3 separate regions of the Zea mays genome follow, and all the other regions are linked to region 3. The links are chromatin contacts, called in public Hi-C maps. All regions are on one chromosome and are shown on one strand. Each heading gives the region's core, a stretch centred on a gene start, on an enhancer-like site or on the middle of the called end of the contact. The rest is flanking DNA. Distances are from core to core; before and after follow the strand shown.

Region 1 (4,196 bases), core at 1,601-4,100, 440 kb after region 3:
AGCAGGCAGTCTATTTATAGGGGCAGGAGGCAACCGCTCATCTCCTACCACGGTCACTGAACAGTCGCAAATATTCAATAAGCAATTCAAATCGTCTGGAAACAAGTCAGGTTGCAGACGCCGTTCCACGTAACACGACACCCATTGGGACTGAAGTCAACTGCTGGACGATATGATTACACCCCGCGGTCACGTCAAGTTACTACTCAGGGGCAGTTTGCTAAACGCTCAGCGCACCAAGCCGTCCTTTGGCTACACCCATTGGGGGGGACGTCCAGGAATTTTCAATAGATTTTTCCAAGCAGTCACATCCATACAGTATACGCAATGAATGTATCAAGACAGAAGGAAGATATTGATAGAGATCAGAGGAAAGCCAAAAATAGCTGCTGAAGTACAAGTCTAATCAACAAAAGCATTGAAGCACGAAGCGAAATGAAGACCAGCCAAGAGCCATCTACCGGACGTCCAATTTATCGCCGATCAAATACATTTCAAACCTAACAGGACATGGGTAGACCACGTTGATGATCTCAAAGGCAAAAACCATATGCTGATCTCTAAAGCATAAAGATGATGATATAATGCTGAATTCTAAGGCATTCGACGAAGATAAAATGATGATTTCTAAAAGCATGAGATGAAGACCTTTGAGTGGATTATTTTCAGTAATCCACTCAAAGCTCAGGGGCACCCAATGAATCATTAACCCCAAAAGACAGAATGCTGATCTCTAAAACATGAACTAAGGATAAAATGCTAATTTCTAAAGCATGAGATGAAGATAAAATAATGATTTCTAAAAAAGCATGAGATAAAGACCTTTGAGTGGATTATTTTCAGTAATCCACTCAAAGCTCGGGCACTGCACCCAATGAATCCTGAACCCCAGAGAACAGAATGCTGATCTCCAAAGCATAAGCCAGAGACAAAGCACCGATTTCTGAAGAATAAAGCGAAGACCGATGAATAATGACAGGAGAGGATAACAGAAGATCATTTTTACCGAGTTACTCAGAGTTTAGAAGCAACAACTCGATAGGCATATTTTCAAAGCATTCCTTACCAAAATAAAAAAACTGTAAGGTGGACCTAGAATCTTTGGGCCGATTATTTCAAAATCAACTCAAAGATTGGGGGCTTGTGGGGGACAGATATCCCCCGGGTCCACTAGAAGACAAGAAGGCCTCGCGAAAGGCCTCGGGCCCATTATTTCGCAAGGCCATCCCTTCATGGGCCAGGGGAGGAATGTCTGGAAGAATGGATCGACATAAGATCGGATCGACTCGAGCCCGTGCGGCTCACTGAATTCAAACGTTATCCACAGCAGTGATCCGATTCTTCCGCGCAGCGCCCTTAGACATCGGAACTGAATGATGATAAGTCGACAGGATTATAGGAAGATAAGCTCAGTCTGTACACTATTACTTAGGTGCACGTTGTTATCATATCCGCATGTAATGCCCCACGGTCGAGTATATAAGGCCTAGGGGGCACCCCATCAAATAACAACTCACTCGCCGTCTACTCAGCTCTCTAGCATCCCCATACTAGAGAACTCCCCTGTAACCCACCACATAAAAGATCCACACAAGGAAGTAGGGTGTTACGCCTATCTAAGCGGCCCGAACCTGTATAAAATTGTCCACTGTCTCTCGTGCATCTAGCACGAACCATCGAGCTACAGTCAGTAACACCGTCCTACTCCAAAAGGCACCTGGAGGGGCAACCCTAAGTGCGCGGTCGGACCCAAAACATCGACACGTGGGGTACCCGCTAACTCATCCGCTAACTCATGGGTAGGTATTTGAGCAAAATTTTAAATCTGTTATGAGTACGAGTTTTTTTAGTGGATATAAATATTTTTCACATGGGTACGTGTTTGGGACGGAGTATTGCGTCCGTTGACATCTCAACATGAGCGAACAGGAAAAGGGAAATCGCAATGGCAACTTCCAACCGGGCGACTTGGCTCGGTATGGCCGCTGGCCGGGGCCCGGCTCGGCTGTCCCTCCCGCTCCTCGTCCTGGTCCGCGCCAATCACGCAGACTTTTTTTGGTGGGACGCTGCGCGGCGGGCCGGCCCCACCCACGTTGCTCGTGGCCTGGAAGTGGAACCTTTGAACACGACACCGCCGCGGTGAAATTGTGTTGAATCATTTGGCAGGTGTCATCGACGAAGAGAAAGATAATAAGAGAGGTAATATTAAAAAGAAGGACCAGTGATAATCCACCGAACCGAACGTCACGGGCTGACCTCCGGACCCACCACCCTCCGTTCCGTTGCCTTGCCTGCCACAACATGGGACGGTGTGTGTGAGACAGTGTGACGGACGAATGGACGATGGGAGGCTGGGCTGACGCTGACCTGCGGGGCCCGCGCGGAGCGAAACCACGGTAACATGCCGTAGATGCTCAGCGTAATCCAGCGGCAGAAGTGGCGCGCACTTTATCTGGTTGTGCTGTGCCCCCCTTCCCACCGGCTCCTGCGCGCGGTCACGCGCAATCTTCACGTCACAGACAGGTTGGCCCCATCGCTCCCGCCGCGGCAGCCTTCGTCCACCTGTCGGTGGCCGTGTCCCCAAAGCTTCGCGTCGCGGTGCGCAACGACCACCGCTCCGCTCACGGCTCACCCAAACGCTGTCCAGCCGCGGGGGCGGGCCCACCGTCCTCTCTCTCTCTCTACCTTCGCTTTCCCACCTCATTCGGTCTCACTTTGCATTTAACCCTGGACCGCCCTGCCTAGTAGGCTGTGGACTCCTACTCCTACTCCTACTCCTCTCTCCCCTTCCTCCCGTTGATTGATTGAGGGGATTGCTACTAGGCGGGCGCTAGCACTGCGAAGCATCTCGCCTCATCGTCTCCTCCGTGCTCCACTTGCCCATTCTTACGCGCTAAGCAACAGGCCAGCCGGCCGTAGCTCCAAAGCGGGAGCCGGAGCCGGAGCCGGAGCCGGGAGCTAAGGGGGGCCGTGATGTCGTCGTCGCCGACGGCCGCGCCGGCGCCGACCACGCCATCGGCTCCGCCGGCCAACGCGACAAATCCGCCGCCCGCGACCCCGTCCGCGCCGCCACCGGCGGCGCCCACGCCTCCCACGCCCACCCCGCCCACGCCGTCCCCGCCGTCCCCAGCCGCGCCGCCGCCGTCACCCCCCTCCGTCCCGGCCCCCGCGCCGGCCTCCACCCCGGTGACTCCCTCTGCGCCCTCGCCCTCCTCCCCTTCCTCCCCGGGCACGCCCGCCACCCCGTCGCCTCCATCGGACACCCCGTCGCCGCCATCGTCCGGTGGAGGGGGCAGGTCCCCGCCGTCGTCTGGGGGTGGGCGATCCACGCCGTCCTCCCACTCGCCTCCCAAGTCGCACTCGCCGGGGGGCGGTGGCGGCAGCTCCGGGCCGTCTACGTCGCTCGTCGTGGGCGTGGCCGTCGGCGGCCTCGTGCTGCTGCTGCTCGCCAGCTTCATCTGCCTCTGCTGCCTCCGCAAGAAGCGCCGCCGCGCGCCGCCGCCGCCGCCGCCTCAGCACTACGGATACCCGCCGCCCCCGCCGCCGTACAAGGGTGAGTTAGATCTCTCTCGCAGCTCCCGTGTCTACCTGCCTGCCTGCCTGTCGCTGTCTAGATCCAGATCTAGCATGTGGGTGGCGTGACTAGGTACTAGTCACGTTACTGTCGGTTTCAATTCTGGTCTTCCTGGCAATTCGGCTGGCTGTGGATCTTAGGTCATGGCATTAACATGCGTGTTAGGTTTCAGTTCATGCTACTTTGGCATAGGTGTTGTTCATATGTGCATATATAGTGGTTAAAAGTGTTATTTCAGTAAATTACAGTGCTCTTTTCAATTTCAAGGGATTTGGACCTGTAAATTTTGTACTCATTAATCCGTAATCATGATGGTTAGGCATTACTTTTAATAAGGTGTACTTCCCTTGAAGTTAGAAAATGCATTACCTGGCACTCTCCGTAGGTGTCATACCTGCTGTCTAAATCAAATGCTGTATTATATTTGGTCTACCTATTGTCTATCTGTTTTGTTTGGAAGACAAACTAACTTGTATAGCTTTTCTTATAGATTCTATTTAAGCATATGGTGCTTTCTGTAAGCAGTTTCAAAATGAAGACAAACCTTTCCTCACATTGTATTCTATCTTACTGCAGAGGATCCATACGGTGGAACGTACCAGAGTTGGCAGCAAAATGCGCC
Region 2 (4,419 bases), core at 976-3,475, 380 kb before region 3:
GATTAATTTAGTTCCAATTCCATTGTTTTAATTAAGACAGATGGGTGTAACTCACTCCCATGGTACGTCGCCGACAAGCATCCAATCTCCATCCTTGTCCTCGTAAGTCAGAACATATTCACCATCCTTGCGGTACTCAGATGAGCCGTCCTTGCCTGATATGGCATTACACCCATATACTAACATGTAAGACCAATAAAAAGGAAAACAGAACAGAAGAGAACCTCCTCTTGTACTAAAATTTCTACTGAAGGGATTTGGGCCTGATTTTCATTCCCACGATTCTAAAGAGGTGGTGAAAACTAATGAGATATTACATATATAAATACAGGACCACAGATCTCCACAAATTTCAGAAATATATAGGGGATGTCACTCTCATAGTGATTAGTAGCTTTCTATGGAATAATACCCAGGACTCGAAGATATCATCGAATAATCATAAAGATGGAGCCAAAACTTATTTTGCCTTACAGGAAACAACATCTTTCTAAGAGAGACTTGATACGGATGCAATAACTGAACAATCACCAGGGTATTTGTTTTGGGAGGAATAAAAAGTTCACCCAAAAATTAACAAAACAAGGGGTGCCAGATTGTTTGTAATCTTACAATTACTCAAAATATAACGGGGTAAGTTCAAGCTATTGCTTATCCTAGGAATCAAGTAGGAGTATGCTGCTTTTTAAAGGCTTCTTGATGTACTTCTAACACCATCCACATCAAAACGAAACATAATTACTCACTGACGCGCCATCCGAAAGAGAGAGAGAGAGAGAGTAACCCCGAGACATCTCACCAGTACTGAAGCCACTGAACATCTTCTCAAGCGCGGTCGACAGGTCCTTGTAGTTCTTGTAAGTCTTGAGGTCGATCTTCCTGAGGTACGGCGCGCCATCCATGCTGACCTTGACGTACAGGAACCCCTGACCCTGCTTGGCATCACCATCCTCCTTGCTGCCCTCCAGCTGGGTGGTAGTCATCGTGTTCTTGCGGTAGTTGCAGACTGGTGGCCATCCCACCACCTGTGCTCTGCACAACGCAACACACCTGAGCTCAATAGTCTTTACCAAACACGACGAAGAGGTAGATCAGGAGATGCTCTACTGGTAACAAAATAAAAAAGAAACGAATTCTGGCGAACTTTGGGATGAAAGTTACAGAATTTGAGCAAGATAATGACGGATCAAAATGTTTTGTACAAAATACAACAAAAACAAAGCAGGGAGAGCAGAGAAGAAGATGAGAAGAGCTTGAGCAAGCAAGAAAAAGTGAAAAACAAAGCAAGGATTCTGAAAGATAAATTGAAAGAGCGCATTTTCGAAAGTAGAGAATTTGGAGGAAAAGTGGGAATTTAAAAAGAACACCACAAAGCTGCAACTTTAGTTTCCCTCCTCTAGGCCCCAAGATAAACTGAAATTCCCACCCAAAGAAGAGTACACAAATCGAAAATATCACGCCAACAGAGATCCCTCTGACATGCAATTCAGTCCCCTTTTCAACTCCTCCTACTCTTTTGTTTCCCTGAAAAGCACAGAATTTCCAAAGATAATTTTCTGTTATAGAACCTGCAAATGTCATAAACTCAAAAGGCCCAGCAAGATTTCCCAAATAGCAGAGAACTTGCACCCAAAGACCCCCCAACAAAGGGGCAACAATCACAAACAATTTGCAAACCACTAGTGGCCGCAGTCCCAAGAACGGCAGATGAACGCGCTGGCAGCGCAAAGCCCCAAGCCTTCCCCTTTTTTCGTTTGAGGCGGCAAAACCCCAAGATCCACTTCCACATTCGACCTACTTGGCGGCCGGCTGCGGGGTCGCTGCCACCTTCTTCTCGTCGTACTCCTCTTCTGCCACCTTCTTTCCCTTTCCGGCAGTGGCAACAGGCGATGGCGGGGGCGCCTCGTCAGAAAACCCGCGCTTGGCGCCCTTGGCCGGGAGCAGGTCCAGGGTGGTCGCGGTGGCAGCCACGACACGGCGGTCCGGCGACCCGGACCCTGGCAGCCCGAGGCGGAGCTCAGTACCCTTCAGTTCGTCGTTTTCAGCGGCGGCGGCTGCCGCCGGCGGCGAGAGGCCTATGTAGTCGAGCTCGAGTGGAGGCGACATGGGGAGCAGCAGGACATGAACCAGAGGGTGGGGGACGTGAGAGGTGGCTGTTAGTTCGTGTGCCGTTTGCGTGGGTAGGCGGAAGGGGTGAGAGTGGGAGCCTGGGAGTGGGAAGGGAAGGGAAGGGGAAAGAGTGCGAGTCGGAGCCGGAGCGAAGAGTGATTTGTTTGAAGGGTGATCAGGTGAAGCTTCCCTGGGTCGAGCTGGGTTGGTTACACTTGGCTTATACTAAAATCCGTGGATGTGCGGAGTAATACATACCAGATCAAATTAGTTCAATTTTAACCGAAGTTTTATAGTAATTTATATCAACATTTATATTTTTAATTAGATGTGCCACAATAAATCAACTCATGGATACTTATTTTGTACCATAGATATTAGTATATTTCTAGGCATATTTCTATATAATGTTTGGTCAAACTATAAATCATTTGATTTTTCATTTTTTTTTGCAGATAGAAGCAGTAGATACATTTGAGCTTTGATAACTAATAACAATAACTGTAAACTAATAATTTTATAAAATACATGAAAGATTAAGTGGTAGAAGTGAGCTACATGAAGGCCATGAAGATAAGATGACATAGACTATATGATGCAAAACCTCAACACGCTGAAAATGGAGATGAAGGATGGAAGAAAAAATAAAGACGTTGCATATCCACGTTTTTTTATCTTTTATCGGCCATGAGTGTTCTGTGGAGTAAGGTGGTTTGATTAAACTGAGATAAAATTATATAATGAAGTTTAGTCTAAAACGAATTATATTTTGGGATGGAGGGAGTAGAAATATTGGTCTCACAAGTGACACTAGATAACTTGATTTGTAATCATATGACATTGGGAAAGGTCCCATGTAGCTGATGACCTAGACATCAAAGAGCTCAATTTGAAAATATTATCATGAGTGACACTAGATAACTATAAATGATTTTGTCTAAAATGATATCCTCTCAATTTTATCTCTCTAATGGTCATTTTGAGTGAACTTTGTAGAAACCATTATCATGAGTTTAAATTTAAAAATCCCCTCCCTTCTCTGTTGTTGACATCCTAGGCTTGCCTGACATTCGGCATGCGCCCACTCCCTTTCTCCCTATGTCGCTCGCTCCAAGGACCCGCCCATTCGCCCATTAGCCGCATGGAGCACCATTGCTATCACACTGGCTCGCTCATCATTGAGTGTGTGCCTCTTCCAGCTCCCCTCCCCTTCCTTCAATTGGCCACTTGCGACATCATCCATCAAATGCTTGCTACCATTGTGGATACCATGCTAGTGGCCACAACAGAATGTCGACTGTGCCCCTGCTTCCTCTCATCCATTTAAGATACTATCAGCCCTCGCAAACCCTAGCCCTAACTCTATCCTCCACTACCTCATTATTGTCATTGGAGTTCTCTCTCGTTGGCAGCAATTTGCCCTCCCCACCACCCCTCTCTTTGATTTGTCGCTTGCCGAGCTTCCTCTTATTATCCTCGTCCTTCCTTTGTAGTTATGTCCTCTTCTCTCCACTGACCATGCCACTGCCATCATTCTTGTTCGCCTCCGAGCTCCTCTTCATCATCGACTATCTTCTAGCCTTTCTTCTCTCGATCCATCGCTTGGGTGAGCTTCTGTAGCATCCCAAAAATTCAAATCTTGAAAATTTCTCAAACTCGCTCTAAATTCAAAATGAATTTCAAATTTCATTTCAAAATATTTGTTTGCGAGTTGATATCAACAAATAAAATATAGTGGTCTATATTCTCTCCAAAATCCTCCTCAAAATATCCTACAGATATTTCCCTAGTGATCTCCTTTAAGTTCTTTCCAGAAATACTGCTTAAATATTCCCTGATATTTCTCCAAATATTTTCCTCCTGAGAAATACCTTCAGAATCATTTTTAAAGTCCCTACAAATATTTTCTTCATAACTTTCCTCATGCTCATACATATACGTACGCCTCCGGTGTCATACGAGGAGCTCTACAAGCTAAACTCACTTATACAAGACAAATCCATGCTTATCTCCCACTAATCCTCGCATCCTCCCATTAATCCTCTCATCCTCCCCCCTAATCACCCCACCGAGCCTATAAATAGAGGGGCAAGGGCCTCCTCTCAAGCCACCCCAAGCCATTTCATGGCAACTCTCTCCCTCCCCCCCACATGCCCACTCCACTTCCCACACAAGCACACACTAGCACAAGGATCGTTCGGTCGTTCTTCGATCATTCATCCACCTGTTCTTAGTTTGTTCGTTCGTTCGTCCGATCGTTCATGGTTCGTTCATCCGTTCGTCCGATCGTTCGTCCGTTCGTTCGTCCAA
Region 3 (4,288 bases), core at 1,719-4,218:
TTTTATACCCGCGAGCATATATGGGTAACCCGATGGGTATATTTTTTTGACGGGTACGAGTATGGAATGAAACTACCCGACAGATATGTACCCGTTGCCATCCCTAGTATGATGTGTGGTCAGCGCTAAACATTGTGGCGGTCTTGTGTTTTTTTGTCCATCAGTAATTGTTAGTAGAGGAAAAAAATTGATAATGGATAAGTACATATAGAAAATGATATTTTATGGTTGTAGTGAAGTATAAGGGAAAAACTTAGAGGAAAACCGTTGTGGGAAATGAAAAAATATGCAAAAGTGGGATATAAGGAGAGAAATTTAGAGAAAACCGCTGCGGACAGTCTTAAATACACATCATGTGTAAATCTATTAGGTCTTGTTCAGTTAGCTCTTAATCCATGTGGATTGAGTGGGATTGGATGTGTTTGAATCCTAAACAAGTTAAACTTTTTCTTAATTTTTTCCAATCTCATCCAATTCGTGTGTATTGAGAATAACCGAACAAGGCCTTAATAGCGACGGTTTTTTTATACGCAAACGTCACTGTGAATATATCTATACTATACTTAAAGCACCAGTTACTATACTTAAAGCACCAGTTTCAACTGTCGTCATGCGTCATTTTTTTTACAAATAACCCCTCACAGCTATTTCAAATTAATCCGCTGCACGTCTATAGATGCCAAACGACGTCCGACACGGGCTAGATGCACGCGGGCCACAACTATGGCACAAGCATGTCATGTCGGCCTGCTAACTATGTCGGGCCAACCCGTTAGTCCGTCGATCCATTTAATTAAATTAGCGTAACGACGTTCGACACGGGCTAGATGCACGCGGGCTAACGGGCCTGTCGATCCATTTAATTAAATCAGCGTAAAATGTTAAAAACGGTGCAGGAGGTGAAGTTCGAACCCATGCCCTGATGGAAGAAGGGCAGGAGACACTAGGTGAAACTGTCTAACCAGTAGAACATCACGCTAAGATATTTTTAATATTAAATATAAATTGTATATAGGTATATACGTTTTTTGTAAAATAAAAAAATAATCGTGTTGGACCGGGCCAGCACTACGGGCCGAGGCTACAGCCCAAGCACGGCACGATGTTCTTGGCTCTTGCAAGCATTAGGTCGTTTCTGAGACCATATTGGCGCAATGGACTACATGGTGTTTGAGGTTGCTGAATTGGATGGAGCAGCAATGATTTGTCACACTAACAGTAAAATGAAAGGTTATTTGTTGGTTTTAAAGGTTAGTAATTGCTACAAAGTAGCATAATTTATATGGAGCGCATCCAGTTTTTATTGATGCCTGACTTTAGCAATCACTTCATATTTTGATCTATCTTTTTGATAAGATTGACTTCATGGGACTTATTTTAGAAACTTGATCTCACAAACTTTCTCTTATTTGGTCTCTGTATGATGGAATTATGTCATTTTATAATCTCTATTCATTCAGTCAATCGTTATGAACTCTCTTCTAATCGCTCACTTCATTGGTCGTGTTGTACCAAGACATATTTGCATGGAGTAAACAATAACATCAATTAGCCAAATCAAAAAAATATATTACACAGAGAGCGGAGACGATCAATAAAAAATCTTGAAATTTTTTTATGGATAGTTTACGTGGATATTGTTGTAAGCCGTCGCAACGCACGGCCAACCGACTAGTTTGCATTGGAGTGACAGTTTTACTAACGGACGAGTGAAAAGACCGCCATTTTCACTGGCTTTTCGCATAGTCCTATCCGTAGCGACAGACGCTAGCTGGTCAAAACAAGGTGTTTACCGCGCGCTAGTAGAAAGCATCATCACTATATATATGTACTTAGTGTAACAATAATACATTACAAACTTCAGATTTTGAACCAACAAAAGGAAAAAAAATTAAATATAGCTAGATTAGCTGGCATGGTATAAACGAATATCTGTCCTCTCGCAAAGGCAGACGTACAATTAGGAACTTTGGCACATATATATCGCTTTTCAGCCGATGATATGACACACAAAACATAATTAATAAAGGAGTAGCCCTCGGTTAGACCGACCTTTCAAGTTTCAAATTAAAATAGCTTTATTGACATATATATATGGCTTGTAGCGCGTACGTACGTACACTTTTTATTTCCGCTCTGGTAAAAAAAAATTAGTGAGCAAGATAATAACCACTTCGTTTCGGTTTCCACTTTGTACATTATAAAGAAACCAACGACGATGGGATCGGATATCCATTCCACTTGGGGCGTGCGTGCATGCGTTTGCCTTCCGATCCGATCCCACTTTACGCTGCCGTTCCTGTGTATGTGCGTGTGGCGGAGGTCATGTCTTTTGCGCGTGTTGCTGCTGGTAGTCTACGCTTCATTCATCACTGCAACTGCATGCAATTATCAGGTGGCGTCCACACACTTACTATGTGTTTGGTTCGAGGTCAAAATAGGATGAGGAGGAGGCGACACCGTCCCCTCAATTTTTTTATCACACCGCCACAAAAATTACTTTGGTATTCATATAGCCCCACGTGACTCTCTCTCATCCAAACACTATATAAACTATATTCGGTCTCTTCTATCCCTTCTTATACATCCAACTAAACACATATAGAAGAAATCGATGCATGCATGACATGGATTAACGGGCATCGCCCTCGTCGTCGTCCTTAACGCGCGCGCTCGTATACCTTTCCTGCGTCACTTTGTCGTGGTAAAGCAAAAGCGACAGAGTAGGGAAATAAATAAATAAAGAAGAAGAAGAAAAAATGCAGTTGTGTGTGCGTGTGTATGAGTACATACAAAGGACGAAGAGTGAGAGAGTGTGTAGCGAGAGAAAGGGAGCGGGAGGAGAGGAAAGCAAGGGAAAGTTCGTTCAGAGAGATAAAGGAGTGAAGCGAAAGGAAGCGCGAAAACAAAAACAAGGCCCAGATTCCTCCTCTCCGGCCGGATCCTCTCACCTCTCTCTTTCTCTCTCCTTCTGTTGCTGGGTGTTGTTGTTGTTGCTGTTCCCTTCTCCCTCTCTCTCCCTCCCCATCTCCCTCTCCATCTCCATCTCTGTAGCTATAGGGAGGAGATGTATTCCGACTTCCGAGCCCCCCATCTCCAAGGAAATTGCGACGAGCCCATCGTTCCATATCTCCCTTTAAGATTGACCTGAGACTGCTTCGTCCACACCACGAGTGCAAGAGAGGTGGGAGACAGACACACAGAGAGAGAGAGAGAGAGAGAGAGACTGGCGAGGAAGAGATAACGAACCAGCATTTGCTGCGTCACCAGCTCTCTACCTAGCAAGCTAGCTAGCGGCCGGTGCGCGCGGCGGCGATGAACAGAGGACAATTCCGGGCCTCGCCTTTGCAGCAGCAGGTGATCTGGAGCGCCGATACCGCCACGGCCAGCAGCAGCAGCGTCGTCATGAGCGCCTTCAACTTCAATTCGTGCCATGAGGATCAAGAGGCCTTCTCCCCCAACAACCTGCCGTCCTTGTCTTCCCCGTCGCTGCTCTTCTCCCACGACCAGCAGCAGTCGTTTCCGCACACCGGTACCACTACCACCTCTCCGGGCCACCAACTTCTTGCCAACCGCGGCGCAGCAGCGGGCGGCTGCCTTCCAAGTCTGCACGACGGCGGCCAGGAGAACCACCACATGCCGGAGTCGTGGAGCCAGATGCTTCTGTAAACACCTCTCTCTCTCTCTCTCTCTCTCTCTCTCTCTCTCTCTCTCTCTCTCTCTCTCTCTCTCTCTCTCGTCTTCACGACTTCACCCTGGCGGTGGCGGCCCTCTCTATCATGCATGCAACAGATCCATCCACAATTACAAACCTCCACTACATATATGTAAAGCTTCAGTTCTCTCTAATACATGACAGTAGAGCTCGATCTAGGTGAAGGAATAAAGTGGTTTTAACCCACTTTGTCCTACAGCGGATCAAGCCTTTCAAATTAAGCGTTAATCTACCTTCCCTGTCTCTAACCATGCATCTTATGCATGTTCACTTTGCTCCGCTAATATAGCTCGCAATCATTCCCATCGTCCTCCATGGACTCATGCATCTGTGCGGTGCTCGCCTAGCTTAATTAGTTGGTTGCCTAACTACATGTGCAGAGCGGGGCTAGTCGGAGGAGATCAGGAGCGCTGCACCGCAGCTCTCCTGTCAAAGGGCATGGACGATTGGGGGGATCACGCTGCGACTGCAAGCGCGGCGTGCATGGTGGGTGGCGGCGGTACGAAGAAGGATGAGGGCTCCGCCGTGCCTCAACAACCTCCGTATAGCTTCTACGGGAGCCACGGCCACCTC

The links. Hi-C and Micro-C count contacts between places; a contact is called where the count stands out from the background.
Region 1: a Hi-C map of tassel shows a contact between it and region 3, with 2.2 times the contacts expected there. The contact joins the promoter of LOC100279274 here to the promoter of LOC100273899 in region 3. A contact is called at or near these places in 3 of 25 Hi-C or Micro-C datasets (bundle sheath, ear and tassel).
Region 2: a contact with region 3 is called in a Hi-C map of tassel, with 2.4 times the contacts expected there. The contact joins the promoter of LOC100274569 here to the promoter of LOC100273899 in region 3. A contact is called at or near these places in 2 of 25 Hi-C or Micro-C datasets (bundle sheath and tassel).

The regions. Positions count from the first base shown.
Region 1 is chr8:114,167,302-114,171,497 of Zm-B73-REFERENCE-NAM-5.0, forward strand. LOC100279274 (putative prolin-rich extensin-like receptor protein kinase family protein) reads left to right here and starts at 2,851. Exons shown (of 8, transcript NM_001152295.1): 1 at 2,851-3,553; 2 at 4,151-4,196. The coding sequence starts at 2,974.
Region 2 is chr8:113,347,527-113,351,945 of Zm-B73-REFERENCE-NAM-5.0, forward strand. LOC100274569 reads right to left here and starts at 2,226. Exons shown (of 5, transcript NM_001358397.1): 1 at 1,799-2,226; 2 at 800-1,032; 3 at 56-155. The coding sequence starts at 2,106.
Region 3 is chr8:113,722,579-113,726,866 of Zm-B73-REFERENCE-NAM-5.0, forward strand. LOC100273899 reads left to right here and starts at 2,969. Exons shown (of 8, transcript NM_001148291.1): 1 at 2,969-3,665; 2 at 4,096-4,288. The coding sequence starts at 3,316.